2 separate regions of the Rattus norvegicus genome follow, and region 2 is linked to region 1. The links are chromatin contacts, called in public Hi-C maps. All regions are on one chromosome and are shown on one strand. The core of a region is the stretch at or near the end of the contact, and the rest is flanking DNA. Distances in the headings are between cores, read along the strand shown. Region 1 overlaps Ralgps2 (Ral GEF with PH domain and SH3 binding motif 2). Region 2 overlaps Ralgps2 (Ral GEF with PH domain and SH3 binding motif 2).

What was found. A called contact is a pair of places that touch in the nucleus more often than the background predicts.
Region 2: a Hi-C map of liver shows a contact between it and region 1, with 2.4 times the contacts expected there. The contact joins two enhancer-like sites. A contact is called at or near these places in 2 of 12 Hi-C or Micro-C datasets (kidney and liver).

The regions. Positions count from the first base shown.
Region 1 is chr13:71,503,420-71,507,102 of GRCr8, reverse strand. Ralgps2 (Ral GEF with PH domain and SH3 binding motif 2) reads left to right here. Exons shown (of 20, transcript NM_001401396.1): 11 at 2,324-2,391. It also overlaps a transcript of Angptl1 not described here. Among named protein-coding and RNA genes, the nearest start is that of Angptl1, 8.1 kb to the left of the region's middle. Within about 2 kb of position 2,067, at least 2 of the 93 cell types and tissues checked have an H3K27ac peak or open chromatin away from gene starts, as enhancers often do. A contact at or near this core is called in liver, where this site is marked.
Region 2 is chr13:71,575,673-71,579,355 of GRCr8, reverse strand. All of the region lies in intron 1 of Ralgps2 (Ral GEF with PH domain and SH3 binding motif 2), which reads left to right. Among named protein-coding and RNA genes, the nearest start is that of Ralgps2, 29 kb to the left of the region's middle. Within about 2 kb of position 2,040, at least 1 of the 93 cell types and tissues checked has an H3K27ac peak or open chromatin away from gene starts, as enhancers often do. A contact at or near this core is called in liver, where this site is marked.

The sequences.
Region 1 (3,683 bases), core at 818-3,317:
CGCTTGAGGGCAAGCCTGATCGTCTGCAATTGATTCCATGTCCCATGGGGTGAAAGGTCAGAATCGGCCTGCACAGGTTACCCTCCCTCAAAAAACAAATAAACTTTAAACACATTTTAACATTCTTAAGTTGTGGAGAACAGACATTCAAAATTGGGGGTTTTGTTTTTTGGGTTTTGGGGGGTTTGGTGTTTTGTTTTTTTCTTATAACAGAATGGAACTGTTTTCCTAAGGAAATTTTTATTTTTCTAAGCAGAAAAAAATTATGCCATTTACAAAATACAAAAAAAAAATTCCTTCTTAGAGGGTTATTTTTAGGCACATCTTTGAAAGTGTTTCCATGGGGTTGGGGATTTAGCTCAGTGGTAGAGCGCTTGCTTAGGAAGCGCAAGGCCCTGGGTTCGGTCCCAGCTCCGAAAAAAAGAACCAAAAAAAAAAAAAAAAAAAAAAAAAGAGTTTCCATGATTTGAGGGTCTACTGAGACTTTTTGTCTCTGAGTTGCTGAGGTACCGTGGTAGGACCATATTTAATCTGTAACACACGGTCCTTTAGGAGGAACCCTTAGGCTGGTAACCATTTCCGCAGCCTTCACATCACAGCTGCCGGGAGAGAGGGCGATGCCTCTTGTTTTCCTTTTGGTTTCATTTGTTGATTTTTTTTTTCTTTCTCCCTTCATCTGCGTATTGTTTTTTGGAAAGTTGTAAGGTGTTTTCTTCTGGTATTAAATATATGAAGCTCTTAAAATACTTTTAATGCACCTAAAATTGTATTGCTTGAAACCTTTATTACCATTTTCTTCCCCATATCATATAACTAACACTTTAAATTTCTCCCTTAACTTTTACATAAAATGTTTATAATAACTCACTTGAACATAATAAGAGGTCAGGTTGGCTTTTTAAGGCTGAAGGTTCATAGACCTCCTGCCTGTGTTGTAACTGTTTTGAGTTTGATGGTCTGGGTCTTAATCCTTACCCTGTTTTCCTGTGCATCTAGTTACTAAGGTAGAATTTATATTTGATAAACACATTTTGTCTAGGGAAATGAGATCAATTATCTTGATGTCCTGAAAATTCAAGATACAAGTATTTATTACTCTCTCTCTTCTGGCCAGAGAAGCTGACTGATGTACAAAGAGTTAAAGTATTGTTAAAAGAATAGGCCAAGCTAACTGTACACAGTTACAGAGAGGGGGAAACTTTACTAACTGTAGCAAGATTGTGATAGAGTTTTGATTTGTTTAATTAAAGCTAGTTGTTTTGTTTTTGAGACAGGGTCTGTCTACTAGTTCTAGCTGTCCTGGAACTCACCGTGTAGACCAGACTGGCCTTGAACTCAGAGGTCCACCTGCCTTTACCTTCTGAGTGTTGGGATCAAAGGCACTGGTGTAAATCTAATTTCATTTTCCTGAAGGACATAGATGTAGGTAGACCAGATATTTCCAGAATGACATGCGACAACCTTCATTTTTATAGGCAGGCAGGTGCATCGTACTGACTTGGTTTTCCTCAGTAGTCAGAACCAGAGCAACCTTAGCTGGTATAGAGCAAACTTTTGCCAGTTACCAAGCTAGTCGCTTAGATTAAAGAAGCAAGGAGATAGTGTACTTGTCCCCAAAGAACTCAGTCTGGTACATGACACATGCCTAGTACCGGTGGAGGTCAGAAGAGCCTTAGATGGTAGTGCATCTCCATGTGAGTGCTGGGACTCTAGCCTGGCTCCTCTGGAAATCAGCCAGTGTTTTTAACCACTGAGCCGTCTCTGCCCTCTTCATGTGGTCTTCGTGGTGGGTGAAAAGAAAGTAAGAAACATTTAACTAATAGAAATGGCATTTATCCAAAGGCCTCTCTCTGTTAGGCAACTTCATTTACTATGGCCAGCATAACTGTTACAGACAACATCTGTGACTTCCAACCAGGTTGAAAAAAACCTTCATTTAGTACCTAGTTTTAGTACAGAACAGGTTTCTTCTTGTTTGTAACTTGGCTTCACTCTTAGGAGAAGGAGGTTTGGTACTATTGATACCTGAGGTAGCAGCCGGTCGCTGCCGTGCTTTCATACTGGTCAGTGTTCTAGCTAATCACTGGAATGTAGCCAGCTCCTCTTCTGTTCTGTCCTGCAAGGGTGCAGTGCTAGGAAGAGCAGGCAGGCTGTGTGCTCAACAGAACGAGTGTGCCGGGGGTGCTGTCTGCTAAGTCATTCCCTAAACTGTCAACCACTGAGCCATCTCTCCAGCTACCTATTGAGTTTTTTGTAAGAAAATGTGACTTTGATATTTTTCCATTACTCATTGTTTCTTATGTTTTGCTCTTCTGGAATGTAGGCTCTCCTTAAAGATAGAACCAGGAGCGAGTACACCGCGCTCAGCTGCCTCCAGGGAAGATCTGGCAGGTTAGTGCATAACTGTTGGTCGGTGCACAATTGTTGGGGAGTGAGCTTCCAAAGTGGGTCCATTATCAATGGTAGACCAGGGAACCTGATCCCAGAGGACAAAACTACACTGTAGAGTAAGTGAAGACTTTGCACGGCTTACACTGCTACAAAAAAGTACCTTTTAAAAATTGTCAGTATAGGGGTTGGGGATTTAGCTCAGTGGTAGAGCGCTCGCTAGAAGGCCCTGGGTTCGGTCCCCAGCTCTGAAAAAAAAAGAAGAAAAAATTGTCAGTATAAACCTTCAGCTAAGCTTCTTAGTACAGATTCTAAAAGTACTTGAAGGCCTGGTTGGTCGCTGGAGGATAAGCTACGCGACAGCGTCTACGTGACAGCGTCTAGATGAAGTGCACTGTGAGCAGGCAGAAGTAACTTGGTCTGTGCCTCTCAAACATGCTTCTCATTCCTTTGCTTGTTTGTGTCTTTTTTTAATGGTTTATTTTATGTATATGAGTACACACCAGAAGAGGGCATCTGATCCCATTACAGATGGTTGTGAGCCACCATTTGGTTGCTGGGAATTGAACTCAGGACCTTTGGAAGAGCAGCCAGTGCTCAATAACCTCTGAGCCATCCCTCCAGCCCTACTTGTTTGTTTCTTAAGACAGGCTCTTACTGTATGGTTTGTGCTAGCCCCTAGCTCACCATCCTCCTGTCTCAGCCTTCCCATTGTGGGATTATAAGTGCACACTTCCATGCCCACTTTTTTTAGACATACTGTCACTCACTGTATAGCCCTGGCTGTCCTGGAACTCCCAGAAATTCACCTGCCACTGGCCGCTGTCTCTCGAGTGCTGAGACTAAGGGTGTGTGCCCATTAAGGAGGAATTTTGAAAGCTATACACTGTGAGGTGTTTGTTATTCACATAAATCAATTCCAGTGTCAGACAATGTAGATAATCTCTAACTTGAGCACTTGACTTAGCTTACACATTTCTTTAAGTGAAACTCAAAGCTATGTATAAAAAAGCCTGGTATCAAATTGAAACCACTGAATCTAGGATTCAGAAGACCTAGGTATTTAGTCTAGATTTTGTTTTTGAATTAAGAGACTAACCCTATCACTTTTTCTTCTATATAAAGTAGGGAATTATTTATACTGCCTTTGTTTAATATACATAAGAGAGATAAAAAATTTTGTATAGTCGGATATTTGTTTTAGTACTTGGAAAATAAGTATTTCTTCAAGTCAATTAAATCGAACTAACAGGATCTGAAACTTAGGCACAGTTTTATTATGAGAGAGGTTTTGT
Region 2 (3,683 bases), core at 791-3,290, 72 kb before region 1:
TCACCTGTGCAGTTTTTTTATTTCTTACTTGTTATGATCCATTTGAATATTTAAAATGTAAGGTTTCTTTTTCCTGAAGCTAACACAATATTTTTAAATTATGGGATATCATTTCACATCAATTCCAGTAAAAGCTGAAAGCAGTTTGCTTGACACCAGATGACCTAACAGTATTTGAGTCAAACTGGAATCATGGGACTTTGATGAAGATAATGCAGATGCTTCTGCTGTAAATAGTCACCATGATGGCAGATCATTCTATGAAAAAGCCACCCATATTTTGATCCGATTCATAGATACTCAACATTTCATTGGTTACTGAGTAGTATACATTTATTATTATATACATGAGCAGGATGAGGCTGACAGTTAATGGTGTTGAAGAATAAAAGCCAACAGTACAAAATGAAAGTTTTCTGATAAACTTCAAACTAAAGTAGACTGTATAACTGCAGCTAGAGGAGAGATGGGGAGGCATCGGAAACCTTGTCGTTATAGACTCAAGTCTGGAGACTTCCCTAGTCAGAGTAACGAGTCAAGAAGTAACAGCATAGTGGGATCTGCAAACCCAGCAATGATGACATCTGAGCCTGGCACTAAGTCTCTGCAAGTCATGTTCCCTAGTGGAAGTCTTACAGTATAGTGTTCCACACAGAGAAGGGTGTATTTGTATACATAGACACAGGAGCTAAAGGAAGTGAAGTTTAGTTACATGCAAAGGCCATAGTAGGTAGCTCTGCACTCCGATCAATTGATAGGGAATCTTTTTGTCAACTTTTATCCCTTATTTGCTTTTTTTTTTCTTTTCTTTTTTTTCGGAGCTGGAGACCGAACCCAGGGCCTTGTGCTCACTAGGCAAGCGCTCTACCACTGAGCTAAATCCCCAACCCCCCTTATTTGCTTATTGAGGGAGAAAAGAAACATCCTTTGTTTGGTATTGGAAGCACCCTGAAAAGATGCTCACTTTAGAGGCTAGCTGGTTGTGTGCAGTTTGAGGATCTAGTTTGTGAACTGAGGCAAGAGTGAGGCAAGAGTCTAAGAGTACACGCTTCAAGGTTTCCTGTCTAAGGACTGATACTGCTTGTTTGAAAGAAAACAGAAGGCAGCCAGAATAAATGTCTTTAGAAGTAGAAAACAGAGTAAGTTGAAATTAGTTGAACTTAATTAAGAAAATGGTTATTGTGATATTTGTAGTCATAAATGAGAACGCTGCTTTATATTCCTTAGGAAAATGAGATAAACTACAATATATATTTGTCTCATTTGATTTGTATTTTTTTATTAGTTTGCCAGGTAATGGATTTAATATAACTTATTCTCATGAAATCTCATGAAATACTTTAATGACAAAAACTGGCAAAACCAGACATGAGGCTAAAGGATTACCATAGATTTGTTGCCAGCCTATGTTCTGTAGTAAGTTAGACACACACACATACACACACACACACACACACACACACACACACAGAGGGGGGTGGGGGAGGAGAGGGGAAAGGGGAGAGGGGAGGAGAGACCAAGCAAAGAAAACCTGATTCAGGTGTATTGATACTTATTCTAACTGTGTATTACCTCTATTCAGTAAATAGTAAATGTAATGTAAAGATTAAGACTAACATTAAGTTATTCTTTTTGCAATTAAATCAAAATATCTTTCTTAACACTAGGGGGCTCCCTAGATTTATGGATTCCTTTTATATGTCACACAGTAGGAAATCATTTGAAAACATTTCACTACAAAATGAGCGTTGTTGCCAGAAAATATCAGAGATCAGCTTGGGCTCTATAGTAAGTTCTAGACCAGTCTGGTCTGCAGAGTAAGGTGCGGTTTCAAAACTACCCCCGTCTACCCCAGGAGTAAAATTGACAGCAGGCAAAGAATACCTGATTGAATTGTATTAATATATAATTCACTATAAACCTGGGTTTTAAAATACTTGTTTAAGATTGGGTCTTACTGAGTAGCCTGGGCTGGCCTGAAACTGGGTAGCCTAGGCTGGTCTTGGGCTTGTGACCTTTGATCTTTGCCTCCCAGGGTCAGGATTACAGGCATGGCTCAATATACCCAGCACAAGCTGTTGTTTTCCATAGCAGGGCAAGTGTTAGCCTCATCCTAGCCATGGTTTGTGAGGGTAACAAAGCCTGTGTGGTGAGATAGTGTGAGCTAGAAGGAAGTTTCATATTTATTTCCATACTGCCTCTGCAGGTGGATCCTAGATCTGATTAATTCAAATGTATTTATTTTAAAAATTGTAGAATGGTGTTTTGTTCCTCAAAAATACTAAGGCAAATCTGAAGAAATGAAGATAATTTAACATGAGCTTAAAAGCTGCTGTCGGCCGTTATAATTTTGTTTGAAACCCCAGGAGCACGATTTGGTTCATCTGAGAGACATTCTTATTTCTTCTGTGTTAGGATTTTCACGCTGCTCACCAGATGTACTCTGATTGCCTGCAGTGTTTACACAGTCTTGTCTTTTTCCTTTCTTTCCTTACATTCACTGAGTTGATAATGAGAAAGTCCACATCCTCATTGCATTGTCGCAGGACAATGTACCATGCGTAAGGCATCTGTGCTCAGTTTTCTTCACTGCAGCTCTGTGAAGGACATACTCACTGTTGCCCACTTTATACATGAGGAAACAGTACAGAAAAGTTATGTCATATGTAGACTTTAAGCAGTCTTGCTTCAGAGCTCATGATTTCTTTGGGAGTTGGAGGGGAGTCTGCACTGGGAATCGAACTTAGATCCTTAGACTTAGATATTGTACTACCAAGCTGTATCCCCAGCCTCCCCTCCCGCCTCTAGTAAGTTGTCTGGTGCCCTTGAGTTTGTGATCATCCTGCCTCAGACTGCTGCCTAGCTGGGATTTCCAGCTTGCATCACTGGGTCCAGCAGTGCCTGAGCTTTGTAGAGAAAGCGTATAATGGACTTGGTAGAGTATCGTGGACAGTTCAGACTAGGTGTATGGTAAATAGTGTAGAATACTCAACTTACAGTTTCTTTTATGGTAAAAATAGGTATTTAAATTTGGAAATGGACTCAAAGTCTGTTAACCCTGTTATTTTATGGAGAAGAAGAAATTATACTGTGTTATGTAGGAAAGCTAACAGTAAGATCTCAAGGGGACTTTCTGATATCAGTAAGGTAGAAAGAAGTAACGGTCTGAATGGAGAGGATGCCTGGCTGGCTAGCATTTTAGATGAGTCATAGTCCTCTGTCCTCACCTGCCTGCTACTGTCCCAGAGGCTGTTCTCTGTGCTCTAGGGGAATAGTGAAGGCATTTTTGTCAGATTGTGAGTATGGTATTTTCTCTTAATTCGTGTTTTCAGTGGGGTGATAGATTGAGGGTATTCAATAAACCTTATTCTGCTACATAAATGAACATGTCTTGACATGTCCTATAATATTTTTAAGTGTTAGCGGTATCTTGGTGGAGAAATGATGGCAAGTCTCTTCTATATTGTTAATTTAGAGGTTGCATCTAAATCTTGAAAACTGAACTGAGGGATGTATTACTTTGTCACATTTTAAATGCTTATTATTTAGTTTAAACTAAAAATACTATGCACTCTGATTCTTTCCCTCATGGCATCACTTAGTAAGTGAAGTAATAATTTTATTTCACTTATGCTGACTATAATAGTGAGTACTGACACCATTGTACTTCTGATCCTTGGAAC